Linked DNA regions of Sus scrofa: regions 1 and 3 are each linked to region 2. Evidence: chromatin contacts called from public HiChIP or PLAC-seq data. All regions are on one chromosome and are shown on one strand. The core of a region is the stretch at or near the end of the contact, and the rest is flanking DNA. Distances in the headings are between cores, read along the strand shown. Region 1 overlaps PLXNA2 (plexin-A2). Region 2 holds the start of PLXNA2 (plexin-A2). Region 3 overlaps PLXNA2 (plexin-A2).

What was found. HiChIP or PLAC-seq counts read pairs in DNA pulled down with a chosen protein or histone mark.
Region 1: an H3K27ac HiChIP or PLAC-seq map of skeletal muscle shows a contact between it and region 2. The contact joins the enhancer-like site here to the promoter of PLXNA2 in region 2. A contact is called at or near these places in 2 of 5 promoter capture datasets (fetal liver and liver), 19 of 47 Hi-C or Micro-C datasets (alveolar macrophages, embryonic fibroblasts, fetal liver and 9 more) and 2 of 2 datasets of contacts at active chromatin or transcription factors (alveolar macrophages and skeletal muscle).
Region 3: an H3K27ac HiChIP or PLAC-seq map of skeletal muscle shows a contact between it and region 2. The contact joins the enhancer-like site here to the promoter of PLXNA2 in region 2. A contact is called at or near these places in 7 of 47 Hi-C or Micro-C datasets (embryonic fibroblasts, epiblast stem cells, fetal heart ventricle and 2 more) and 2 of 2 datasets of contacts at active chromatin or transcription factors (alveolar macrophages and skeletal muscle).

Annotation. Positions count from the first base shown.
Region 1 is chr9:134,687,258-134,691,212 of Sscrofa11.1, reverse strand. The region is part of intron 7 of PLXNA2 (plexin-A2); the gene reads right to left. Among named protein-coding and RNA genes, the nearest start is that of PLXNA2, 100 kb to the right of the region's middle. Within about 2 kb of position 1,887, at least 4 of the 83 cell types and tissues checked have an H3K27ac peak or open chromatin away from gene starts, as enhancers often do.
Region 2 is chr9:134,582,613-134,586,323 of Sscrofa11.1, reverse strand. PLXNA2 (plexin-A2) reads right to left here and starts at 1,564. Exons shown (of 35, transcript XM_021063894.1): 1 at 1,437-1,564.
Region 3 is chr9:134,664,410-134,668,595 of Sscrofa11.1, reverse strand. The region is part of intron 6 of PLXNA2 (plexin-A2); the gene reads right to left. Among named protein-coding and RNA genes, the nearest start is that of PLXNA2, 82 kb to the right of the region's middle. Within about 2 kb of position 2,800, at least 27 of the 83 cell types and tissues checked have an H3K27ac peak or open chromatin away from gene starts, as enhancers often do. A contact at or near this core is called in embryonic fibroblasts and skeletal muscle, where this site is marked.

The DNA of each region.
Region 1 (3,955 bases), core at 638-3,137, 100 kb before region 2:
CCACCAGATTGTGGTCTCCCTGAGGGCAGGGATTGTATTTTATTTATCTAGACGCAAAGCAGACTAAGAGCTGCTGTTGCGCTAAAGAGCAGAAAGGAGGCATCTATCTTCAGGGCAGCGCTATTTATAAGATCTTTACTGGGATACTGCTTAGAAAGACGGCCCTGTCCATATCTGCATATGCAAATCACTTGTCAGTGGAGGGCTCTATGCATCATACACGGCAGACACTTGGTGGTCTGTTGAACGAATGAGTCTATGCATGCGAATGATATGCAAATCACTCCCTATTTTAATCTTCAGGGAACATCTTCAGGGGCTCCCTCGGGCTCAGGTTTTTTTAATTTATTTTATTTATTTATTTATTTATTTTTTGTCTTTTCTAGGGCCGCACCCACGGCATATGGAGGTTCCCAGGCCAGGGATCCAACTGGAGCTGTAGCCGCCATTCTAAGCTAGAGCCACAGCAACATGGGGTCTGAGCCACATCTGCAATCTGCACCACAGCTCACGGCAACCCCGGATCCTTAACCCACTGAGCAAGGCCAGGAATCGAACCCGCAAGCGCATGGTTCCTAGTCGGATTCGTTAACCACTGAGCCATGATGGGAACTCCCTCAGGTTTTTTTTTTTTAATTTTTTTTTTTTTTTTGTTAATGGAGACTCTTTTAACACACCCAGCTTTCTATCTTGCCAGGGCTGAGTGAAGCGTTGTCAAGTTGGGAAAAGAATATGAGGCTGGACCAGATTAATAAGGATTAATTCTGGCTTCTCTGGTTAATTCAGAGAATGATCTAGGAAGTGACTCCCCTCTCTGGGCAGCGTTTTTTCTCATCTTTAAGACGAGGGGGGGGGTCTTTCTGCTACTGAGGTACAATGATTTCCCATCTCTTCATCATTCTGGGCAGTCAGAGTGTCAGCATTCAGCAATCCTACCTAGACAGAGAAACCGCATCCTTTGCCAAGGATTAGAGGCGTCTCCAGCCCCCCTGCCCATTTAGAGAAATGAGGGTTTTTGGCACTGCTTCTCCCAGCCTGGGCATTGTGTTCAGTCATTTCTTTCCAAGCTGAAGGATTTTAAAATAAGAGGCTGGAGTTTTCTCTCTTAAATACAACAAGCCAAGCGTCTGATTAATAGGGTGGGTTTGCATTTCCTTTTTCCCTCATGTGAAAATATTTATAAAAATAAATGCTCCAATGAGAGTATCAACAGCCAGGGAACTAGCTCTGTGTCAGCCTCTTTGTTCCCTGACATTGGAAATGGGAGCAGGAAAGAGAGAAAAATTAAAAGCCAGGCTTGGGGTGATCGCCAGTGCCCGTGCCCCCTCCCTCGGGAGGCAGGATTCGGCCCCTCCCGCGGAAAAGGCGCGCGCAGCTCCTGGGCCGCACTGGGGTCCTGCATCCTTAACCAGAAACACATGCGCAGCCAAGGCTTGGATTGAAAGTGACACATTTGAAAACAAAAGTACAGCAGAAACTCGCTTATCCTCACTTTCCTAATCTGCAAACTCTGTAATTCTCCCCAAAGTCCCTCAGGCTCTGCTCCAGCTCCTGCCTCCTGGGTTCCCCCCCTCCCCCGCTCCCCCGGCTCAGCCCAGGCCTCCTGGTCCAGGCAGCAGGCAGGGCTCCTGTTACAGAGACTTCGACCGACCGCCTTGTAAAAATACACCTTGGCACGCTCTGCCTGCGCCCTGGGAAGCCTTATCGCCCGGACTAAACAAACGTGCACAATCAAAATAATAGTCTGAGATGTCAAAATAAATGAGCAGGGGACATCTGGAAGTACGGCTCCCCGCATTTGTTTTTCTCTTCCCTCTCCCCAAGTCTTGAGATGCCTAGGGGCTTGGCAGGTCAGCGGCTCTGGCCCCAGGTAAGAGACGGACCATGCTTACACCACAATAGGCCCTTTGAAAATGCTTCCTAGTTTTGGCCTTCGGTCCAGCTTTGTAGTTGACAGGGCTTCCCCCAGACCAAGGACACCAAAATCCATTCCCTGGAGAAGCCGGTGGACACTGCTGGGGTGGCCTCTGCTAGAGGCGCCCGCTCTGGCTTTCCACCCGCTTCCCGACTGGCTCAGAGTCTCAAACCAGCGCAAGGAGCTGCGGGGGGTGCCTCTCCTGCACTTGAGACCTTCAGAGAAGGGTGGCCTCTCCTGCACTTGAGACCTTCAGAGAAGGGTGGCCTTGTGATCTTTCCAGATAATTTTGATTTCTAAGAACTCCAGGGCAAAGTTCTCCTTGCTCTAGCTCCCTGAAATGATTTAAGGCAGAGGTGGTGAGAAAGTCAGTTTCCCGTCACCCATGGGCGTGACGTCCCGTGCCCTGCATGTGAAGGCGAGTCACCCAGGAGGACCGGCTTCTGAGTGGGCTGATGCGGCGGTGCCACGGTAGGACTGCCAGGATGCCTTTTTGAAAAAATCACACGCCATCATCCGGGCGACTTCCAGGTGGCACGATCCCACTCCTGACGGATTCCCTCGCGGTTCCCCCTGGCATTTCAGAGCCGCGTTTGATGGGGCCTTCACAACCTTCAGTCCATCAACAGCAAAGCTTTAAAGCGACTGGCACGCCCCTGAGAGTTCAGGGGAATCAGTTCTGGTGACTCTGGGCTTGGGGTGGGTGATCCACAAGCTATAACGGCTGCGGGCCCGCTCCATGCCCTGGGGGCCGCCTGCTTCCCATCCGGGCTCAGGACGGGTGATCTCTGAAGTCCTGACCAGCTCTGACGCTCGGTGGTTCAAGACCCGGGAGACAGGAAACCTTGCATTTATCTTCCCTGAGCCTCGTTTCTCAAAGCGTGGTCCTGGCACGCATCAGAACTGCCTGAGGGGCTGGTGGTGCGGCAGTGAAGAGGCAGGTGGAAAGGAGAACTCTGTGAGAAAGGCAGTGACGCTTCTGTCTCATTTGCGGGAACGCTCCCTCCCGGCACCCTGTGAGCTCTCGTGCTCTGGAAGTCGGACCATCTGGAGGCCACCATGCTGTGAGGAAGCCCAAGACAACGGGAGAGCCCTTGTCTGAGGCACCCTGATCCGCGGTCCCAGCCCAACCCAGCCTGCCGGTTCCCACTTGCCCGGGCCTGTGAGAGAAAGTACCCGGATCATTCTAGCCCGCGTCGTTCTAGTCACCCCAAGCCCCTCATGTCATCTAGTGGGGGCTCCAGATGTTGCAGAGAAGAGAAAAGCCCTCTTCGGAGAACTGAACAAACACACACAGCTTGTGATCGTACGGAAGTGGTGGTTTTATGCCCCACAATTGTGAAGTGGTTTGTTACCTAGCAAATACCTAAGAAGAAAATGGGCCGATGACCGACCCACCTACAGGCCTTCAGAACTGGGCTCGGAGTGTCCACTACTCAGAGAATAACAGCCCCATCTTCTGCAACGAGCTTGAGGCTTGGTTGCCTTACTGGGGGAGGTCAGAAACGGCAAAGCCCAAGGAGAGCCCAGTGTGTCCACACATGCACTTGGACAGGGGCCTAAAGACTTGGGGCTGTGACCGGGGCTCGGGTCCCCCCCTTCCTCTCCACGGATGCTTGGAATACCGGCCTCCTGGGCCTCTCACATGCGCCCAGGGCCGCCTTGGCCTGTATCAAGGGGAGCAAGACTGTTTAGTCTGCTGGGCACATTCCTGGGTTTTAAAAATAAATAGCAGATTATGGCCGACTCAGCCTGCTGCTGTCACTCGGCCAGGCCCGAGGCGTCTGAGGTGTCCCTTGGGAGGCGGCAGCAGGAATGTCAGGTTGGAGGTATTTGCCTGAGACGGCGATCTTTGTCTCAGCCACGACTTACTGTGGGGATGCTTCCAGCCCTTTCTGGGGTCCCAGAAGCCCTGCTACCACTACATCATGACAATGCTAATAGTCATTGCCACTGACTGGACACTGGGCTAGATGAGTTACTATAGTGCCCCCATCCCCGAAACAGTAACTCTTATTGGGCCCATTACGCAGATGAAGA
Region 2 (3,711 bases), core at 315-2,814:
TCCATCAGGAATAGCTGAATTCCTCAGCCCCAGCTGTCTCTTCCAGGCCCGTGGCTCTGTGGAAGGCCCCAGAATCCAAAGCCTGCCCAGAGGGAAGCGTGAAGTTTCAAGGTCTGGGAAAGAAGCCCAGGAGGACAGGAGCCTGCTCTTGTGTGGGGAGGGGAGGCGGGAGCTCAGCCTGGCTCCTGCTCCCAGGAGGTCCAGCCCAGCCCAGCTGCCCATCTCCATCTGCTGTGCCCGAACTTTGTCCACTGTGCTCAGCAAGGAAGGGCGTGAGTGGGTGCCCACATTCCTGCGGGTTCCTCTGAGCTGCTGGGCCCCCAAACCAGGGCCTTAAAGGGGTCCTGTCTTCTGCCCCTTGCACATCCGCTCCTGGGATATGCAGTGGCATACACTAGGCTCTTAGATCCCCACAGGAGACCCAGGCTGACTTCCATGACCACTTCATGAGGCCCTTGTTTCTAGACGCAACTGACATGGAACCTCAAGTCCCCCACCCCACCCCCATTCTCTACCCTTCTGAGCTGAGTTGAAGTGGGCAGCTCCTCTGGGGCAAGGGTCAGGCCGAACAGGTGGCTAGTTGTCAGGGACCTGGAACAGCATTTTCTCACAACTCTCTCTTTGGTCAGCCAGCCCATGACTACCATATGGATCCAGGGACCTGTGGGATGGCTAAAAAGGGCTAGAATTTTCTAAGATCTCCATATCACTTCTGGGGTGGGGCAAGAAGCCCAAGGAGGGAAAGAGTCTAAAATGATTAATAAGGAGCTTCTGGGACCCTGGCCGAGCTCCTCCTTGGGCCCCCAGCCATCTCTGGAACCTCAAACCAGGGGATGGTGCAGATGGGGGCTTCACCAGAAGGAAGCGCAGAGGGGGGTATGGGGCACTTGTCCCATTCGCTGCCCTGGAATCTCTCCCCGGAGCCTCTGGAAGCTGCGCAAAGGGGACCTTCCCCTTGATTCCCAAGTCCCTGGCTCTGAAGGAACAGTCGGCGGCCTCCGGGGACTCCTGGACCAGCGTGAACGCCCCCACACCGAGCGCCGGCCACAGTGGCCCGGGCTCTCCCGCTCGTGCAGGGTCACCGAGACCCGCATCCGGCTGCAGCTCGTGGGACAGCCCCCCGCCCCCGGGGCCCCCGAGGCCCCCGGGGCCGCAGGGTGCCGGCAGGTGCGCCGCCCGCCCGCAGCCCGGCGGGGAAGCGGGGCGCCCGCGGGGAAGCCCGGGCGGGAGGCGGCGGCGGCGGCGGCGGCGAGTCCGCCCGCCCAGGCGCGCGCGCCGCGCTCCGGCCCGCGGAAAGTGGCCGACCCCGCGCGGGGACTCGCCCGCCGCGGCGGAGCCGGGGGCTCGGGGCCGAGACCCGCGGAGGCGGGCGCGCTTCGGGGGAGCGGGCGGAGGGCGCCGCGGACGCCGATCGCCCGGCCCCGGGCTCCGCTTACCCAGCTCGGCGACGTCGGTCTGTCCTTCCGTCCCCGGTGCGGCCGCTTTGGCCGCCGGCTGCCGAGGCCGGCGTGCGGTCCCTCTCGCCGCCAGCAGCTCGTGATCACCGAGACGACCAAACCCACATGGAGTCCAAATTCATTAAAATCCACGTCAAGCCAGCAGCCACTTATCTGTATTCCTGAAGTGGCCCCTCGGTCTCCGGTCCGCGCGCCCCTCAGTCCTCTGCCGCCCCGCAGCAGCCCCACCGGGCGCTGTCGCCGGCTCGCGGGGGGAACCGGGAGGCGCCGAGGGGGCGTGGGGGGTGGCTGGCGCTGTGTCTCCTTGGGAAGCAGCAAAGCCCCGGCCGTCTTCAGATTTTTCCAGCGCGACTTTCCGGGCTCCTCTGACATCAGCAATCGCGGCGCTTCCTTCCCTTCTCGCTCCCGGTCCGCTCACAGTCCCACTTCCTCCGGGAACCTGGCTCTCCGGATCTATTTCGAGGTTTGCTTCGCTCGCTCCGGCGCCCGCGTTCCCCGCCGCTCCCGAGCTCGCGGGCTCTCTCTCCGGATCGCCTGGCCTCCCGGCTGAAAAATTCCCAGCAACTGCGCTCCGCCGCCCTCCAGCTCCAGTCTGGCGCGGACGCCGCTCCGCCCGGCAGCTCAGGCTCCGGCCGGCGGGCGGCGGCGGCCGGCGGGCAGCGGCGGCGGCGGCAGAGCCCACAGCGCCGGCCTCCCTATATTACCATGCAGCTCATTATCATAGAGGCCGCGCGCGTTAACCCCTTCCTTGCTGGCCGCGCCTGCCCGGGCTGGGGCCGCGCCCGCCGCTGGCACCGCCCGCCGCAGCCAGCCCCTGCCCCCACCCCGCCCGCCCGGACTTCCTCCTCCGCCAGCTGTCAACAAAGGAGAATGAGGCTGGGCATCGGGAGGCGGCCCCGCTGCTTTCCTGCGCCCGGCTCAGCCCGGATCCACCGGCCACCTTAAGTGGCCGAGGGGGCAACAAAAATCCTGCCCGGGGCCTGGGATCCGGGTGGAGGCCTGGCAAGCCCAGCTGGCTAGGGCTCCGGTGCCGGAGCTCAGGACGCAGACAGAGCGGGTGAGGGCAGTGGGGACGTGGGCTTCCCCTCCTGGAGCACCACCTGTGCCCGCGCACATCCTGCACACCTCCCTCTTGGTCTTTAATTTGAGGGGTGCGTTGGGAGGTACCGGCCATGGCTGATGAGGTTAAGAAGGGGTTCTCGGAATACGTGCAGGCAAATTGCTTCTGCTCGTGAATCTCAAAAAGCCAACAAGCTGTCAAATGAGGTTTGAAGTTGTTGTTACTCATTCTAATTTTTATAAGGCAAAAATGAGCCCTGCTCTCAAGCTTCCAGCTCTATTAGGGATCGGGGGCATCTGGCAAGTGTGTGTGTGGGGGGGGGGCGGCAGGGACCAGTGGGAAGTTTTCTGTATCCGGACCCAGGGAGCCTGCCTGGCAAGGGAATCAGGGCAAGGGAATCAGAGCGGTGGCGGTAAAACTTATTTTAATAACCCAAAGTGAGAGGGGTCTGAATGTCGGATGGCAATGCCTCAGTGCCGACCATTGCTCCCGTGCCATGTAGAGTCTCGGTATCTCCGCAGCCTCTGGGCCTGGCTTTGCGAAAGAGGCTTGCAAGCTAGACCCCAGCGAGCTCGCAGGATCTGCGTAGTCCCTGCTCGCGATGAGAGCACAGGCGAGTTGACTCAACACGTCCAAGTATTCCGGCAGGCTCTCTACTGCCCTCTCGTGGCCATAGTTCTCAACGGTGTAAACAGAAAACTATTCACTGGGAAACCCTAAAGGGAGGCTCACCTAATTCTCAGAGCAGCCAGGGTCTCAAAAAAAAAAAAGAATTGTAGACTCACGGGTTGTCCTGAGCAATCACCCATTCAGTACAGTATTGGAGGATATGTAGGATTTTACTTCATCCACAGACATTAGCTAATTCTTCAAAAGTTTTTTCTTCCTTGTTAATTAGCTGAATTTGTCTTTTTTGGACTTTCACTGGTTATTCCTGGATGTGTCCTGTGCAGCCGCAAAGCCATCTAAGCTATCTTTCCGGATCTCTACGTGCTCTTTTCTTCGAGCTTCTTTAGCATTTATTGTTGGTGCCCCTCCAGGCAATTATCATATCGCCTATATTTTTCTTTATCTCCTTTGATAAGTTCATTTTTTCTCCTCATCTGGGCAGTCTTGTCTACCTTCTTACCTTTGGTTAGCCCCAACAGAAACCACAGTTTATTCAGGAAATTGATTGGAAGAAGACGCGAGAAG
Region 3 (4,186 bases), core at 1,551-4,050, 81 kb before region 2:
ATCTGCTTTCGAGAACAATCTCCGTGGCCTCCCATGCGTGGTCTCCTCCACCCTCCCTGCCTGTGTCTCTCCTGTCAACGCCAGTGTCTCTACGCGTGTATTGCCTGTCTTTGTCTTTCTCTGGCTGTCTCTCTGCCAGCTCCCAGCCTCTAAAACACACACACACACACACCCCTCTCCCAGATCTCCAGGAGAGAAGGCCTTGGAGCCCTCCTTCGACCCCCGTCCCACGGACCCAGGGACAGTCAAGAGCAGAAGGCACCCAGCTGGACCACGGGCGGCCCACACCTTCCAAAGCGGCCTGCCTTCAAACCTCGACTTCCATTCTAACCCCATGGCGTTGCCCACATTAGTTGGGCTAATTTTTTCCTGTAATTAAATGGGAGCCCCCCCACCCCGCCCCAATTCCATCTCTAATCCCAGATAATTAGCTCTCTGATTGCCAGTGCTGGGCAGGAAACCTCATGTTTGGAGAGGGATTTTGGACAGACAGATTAGGCAAACACTGTGCAGGAAGCTGCCCTGGGAAAACAGCTGTTCCCCAAGTTTGTTGTGAAATGAGCCTGGCGCTGGGCAAAAGGGGCCTGGCTCCTCCAGGTGGCCTGGGCTGCCTCTGACCCCTGCCAGCTTCTCCAGCAAAGAGAGAACGTTCCTCAGCTTTCGGGAGCCTCCCTGCGGTGGGCACTAGTTCCAAGCCCACCAGGCCGAGGGTATTCCGGGGTGGGGTGGGGGGTCTCCTTCCTGCTCATGGGGAAGGGGGTGCGTGTCTGCCTGCAGGACCGGGGAGACCCCATGTGCCCGACGGGTGATGAGCAGAGGTTAATCCAATACGGAGGCGACAAGGTGGCCGTGACTCCCACTGAGCCGGGGGGTAGGGAAGATGCCGAGAAAATGAGGAACTAAATCCCTCTCCTTCAGGCTTTGGGAGAACGTCTCAGAGAGGCGGAGGACGGCGCCTGGGGCCCTGTCCCAGCGGAAGTGGTGCCCGCTCTGCATCGTCATCTGCTCTGCGGGAGCATGCACGGGCCCTGGCCTTCGTGCTCCGTCTCCATCACTGCGTTTTCCTCTAGGACCCTCATGACCCTCCTGCCAGGGCACGTGTCCTATTAGAAAAGAAGAAACTGAGCCCCTCAGAAAGCCAATGACGCCCTCAAGGTCCCCAGCAAACCCCCTGGACAGAGCAGAGGAGGAAGTGCCAGGCTGTCGGCTGGCTGCCCCTGGTCGCTGCAGAAGGCCGTGCCTTCCAGCCCTGGGAGCCTTCCTGTGAGAGTTTGGGCACTGAGGATGTGGGGGGGTGAGAAACTGGGGACGCCAGACACCTGAGGAGCTTTGGACCGTGGCAGCCAAGGGCTGTGAGGATGCTGAGAGCCCAGTGCTCCCTTGATGCCCTCTCGGACTTCTTCTGACATGGACCTGTCCCTGGGAGAAGCTCAGGATGGCCCAAACTCTGAGGCGCCTTCTCCTCTCGGCAGCGCTCCTCCCAGCCTTGAGGTTAGCTCCCTCTGGTTCGGGAGGTCCAGGCTGCTGTGCGGGGGACCTGTGCCTTCTGAGCTGGGAGGGAGCAGCATGGCCTGTGTGCTGGCACCTGGGGGATGGCCCGACCTGCTGGTTAAGGCCCCGGCCCTGCTTCCCCCAGAGGCCCCTCCATTGAGCACAGGGCGTGGGGGAGGGAGGGAGGCTGGCCGTGGATGGGTTCCAGATGGGCTATTTCAGGTTTGCCCACAGTCGGCGCTGAGGCTCCTCAGCTCCGACTCAGCTGCACAGCCAAGGCCGCGCTGGAATGCCAGCGAAACCCAAGCTGCCTCTCCGCCAGCCGCCCCCTCACTCCTGAGGCACCAGAGCTGGCGCATGTCTTCCCTGCCCCGTCTCGCCTTCGTTGGCACAAAACCTCCTAGAAGCAGAAAGAGTTAGAGCTGGGAACCTGGCTGATGGCTGGGCCCCCAGCTCTGACTCTCTGACCTATGTCCCCCTGGGAAGATGTAGCCGTATAAGGTTCTGGGTTCAAGTTCGGGATCTCTGAGAACAAAGGGTGCCGGCGTGAGAGCCTGGAGGGAGGGGGCAGAAACGCCCTGTGTCTCTCTGAGTGTCAGATCCATCAAGCTGGCGCTGACCCAGGCCTGGGAGGGAAGAATGGGGAACCTGGAGAACCGGCGGCCTGAAATCACCGCACTGCTGCTGTCGGGCTTCTGGACTCAAAGCAGCTTCTCTTTCAATCCACTCAACAGCCTGGGGAAAGGGAGGCCTCTTTATCCTCATCCTAGAGACGGGTACACGGAGGCTCGGGGAGGTGTGGAGCGAAGCTCTGACTACGCGCATTTCCGAAGACCACCCGTGTGCCAAGGACAGTGCTTATGCTTCGGGATAGAGAACGAATGCGACGCGAATCAGGCCGTAGAGGCCAGGGGGGCTTTCCTTATGCCACAGGATTCCTGGACTAACCATGCTCCCCGAGGGCCTGCGGGCCTCATGATCTCATGGACGCTCACACGCCCCCACGCACTCACTGCTCTTGAAACAGGAAGATCAAGTTCATCTCTGACTCTTCGAGAGGAAAGTATTCCAAGTGAAGAGACGGCAGTGGGGCTTCCTGCCTGCCTCACGTTCTTTTGGGGGGTCAAGGTTCGGCTCTATGATTTCATTTCGAAGATTCTGGAACTTCCACCGTGGCCTCCTCCCTCTGGGGATGGCGCTCCTCCTCCTCTTTCAGGTCTGCCTCGGGTCGTTTCTTAGCCATGGGCAGGCTCGAGGTGATGCTGCCCTGGCAGGGTTGATTAGTTGGGCTAGATTTGCACTGTGCTGAACGCCAGTTTGGGACCGGCTGGCAGAGAGCAGCAGGGCTCCAGCTTCAGCAGGGAAAGCCCCCGGGGCCAGGCATTTGAATTAACCACAGAAGCCTGTTCTCCCCTTTCCTTCCGCGGCCTCGAGCCCCCTCCTCACCTCTCCCCTCACACCACATGGCTGGTTAACGGCAGCAAAGGGCTCTCTCAACCTGCTGGCAGAAGAAAAGGTGGGTTTTTTTTGCTTTTTTTTTGCTTCTTCAAAGAAGATGTGAAGCTCCCTGCAGCCTCTCTGGAGACTCGGCGAGGGAACAGGCTGTCTCCAGATGCCATGAAAACATCTCTCAAATTAAAAGCAGCCCTGGAAGGTGCACCCTCGCCAGACAGTGGTCCAGAGACACCGCAGGCGGGCTCCTGCCACCTGCGAGTCACAGGGCTGGCCAGGCTCGGGTCTCTGGCTCAGTGCTGGCACAACATGTCCTGGGGCAAGACGTTTCATGTTTCTGAGCCTCAGTGTCACCCTTTTTAATAAAAAACATACGCAATTGTTATCTTTCTCCTCCCTCCTTCATTTCAGAGAGAAGTGACCCTATTATTCACAGAGAGAAGGGTCTCGGCGCTTGTCGGGTCACAGGCCGTCTTCCGAGCCTCCCTCCCCGCCCTGGCTCTCCTCACAGCCATGCTGCTATTTTAAGTTGAGGCTTCCAGCCAAAATCTGTACTTTATTAATTACGCGTCAACTGCTCTGTGCCCTGTCTAATGCGTTTTCCCAATCGTGGCCAATCCACAGTGAAGGGAGGAGTCTGAATGTAGCCTGGGTGCCTGGCAGGGGAGGTGCAGGAGCGGGTAGGATCGGGGCCGGCCTGAGCCTGCTGGACCTGGTCCCCCTCTCTCCTCTGTCCCTGGAAGCTCTGGTGAGGCCAAGCCCCCACCCTGGCCCGAGCCTCCCTATTTAAAGCACATGAGCACCCTGGCTGGAAGGTAGGAACTCCCATCTCACTAGGAAGGGCCTAAGGGCTTAGGACCACGGAGGCCCATCAGCGGGGAGGGCAGAGGCGGAGGGGCCATCTGAAGGGGTGGCCCAGCGACATGCCAAGAGAAGGCTGGAGCTGACACTGGCCATCTGTTCTCCAAAGAGCAGAGAGAAAGGGCACTTGTGCCGGCACAGGAGAGCCTCAGCGAGACCCAGGGCTCGGCACTGACGGCTAGTTTCCTTGCCGACTGGCTGTGTGATCGGAGCCGGCTTTCAGCGCCTCTGGGCCTCAGTTTACCAAGAAGGAAAACTAGCATTTACTCAGGAGGCCTCTGTGGCCCTCTGGCTTGAACCTGTTGTGTTTCTGGGAGAAGTTGCAAGAAACAACGGGAAGAAGCAGAAGCAGGATCTCTGTAGGGGGGATACAAAGATGAAT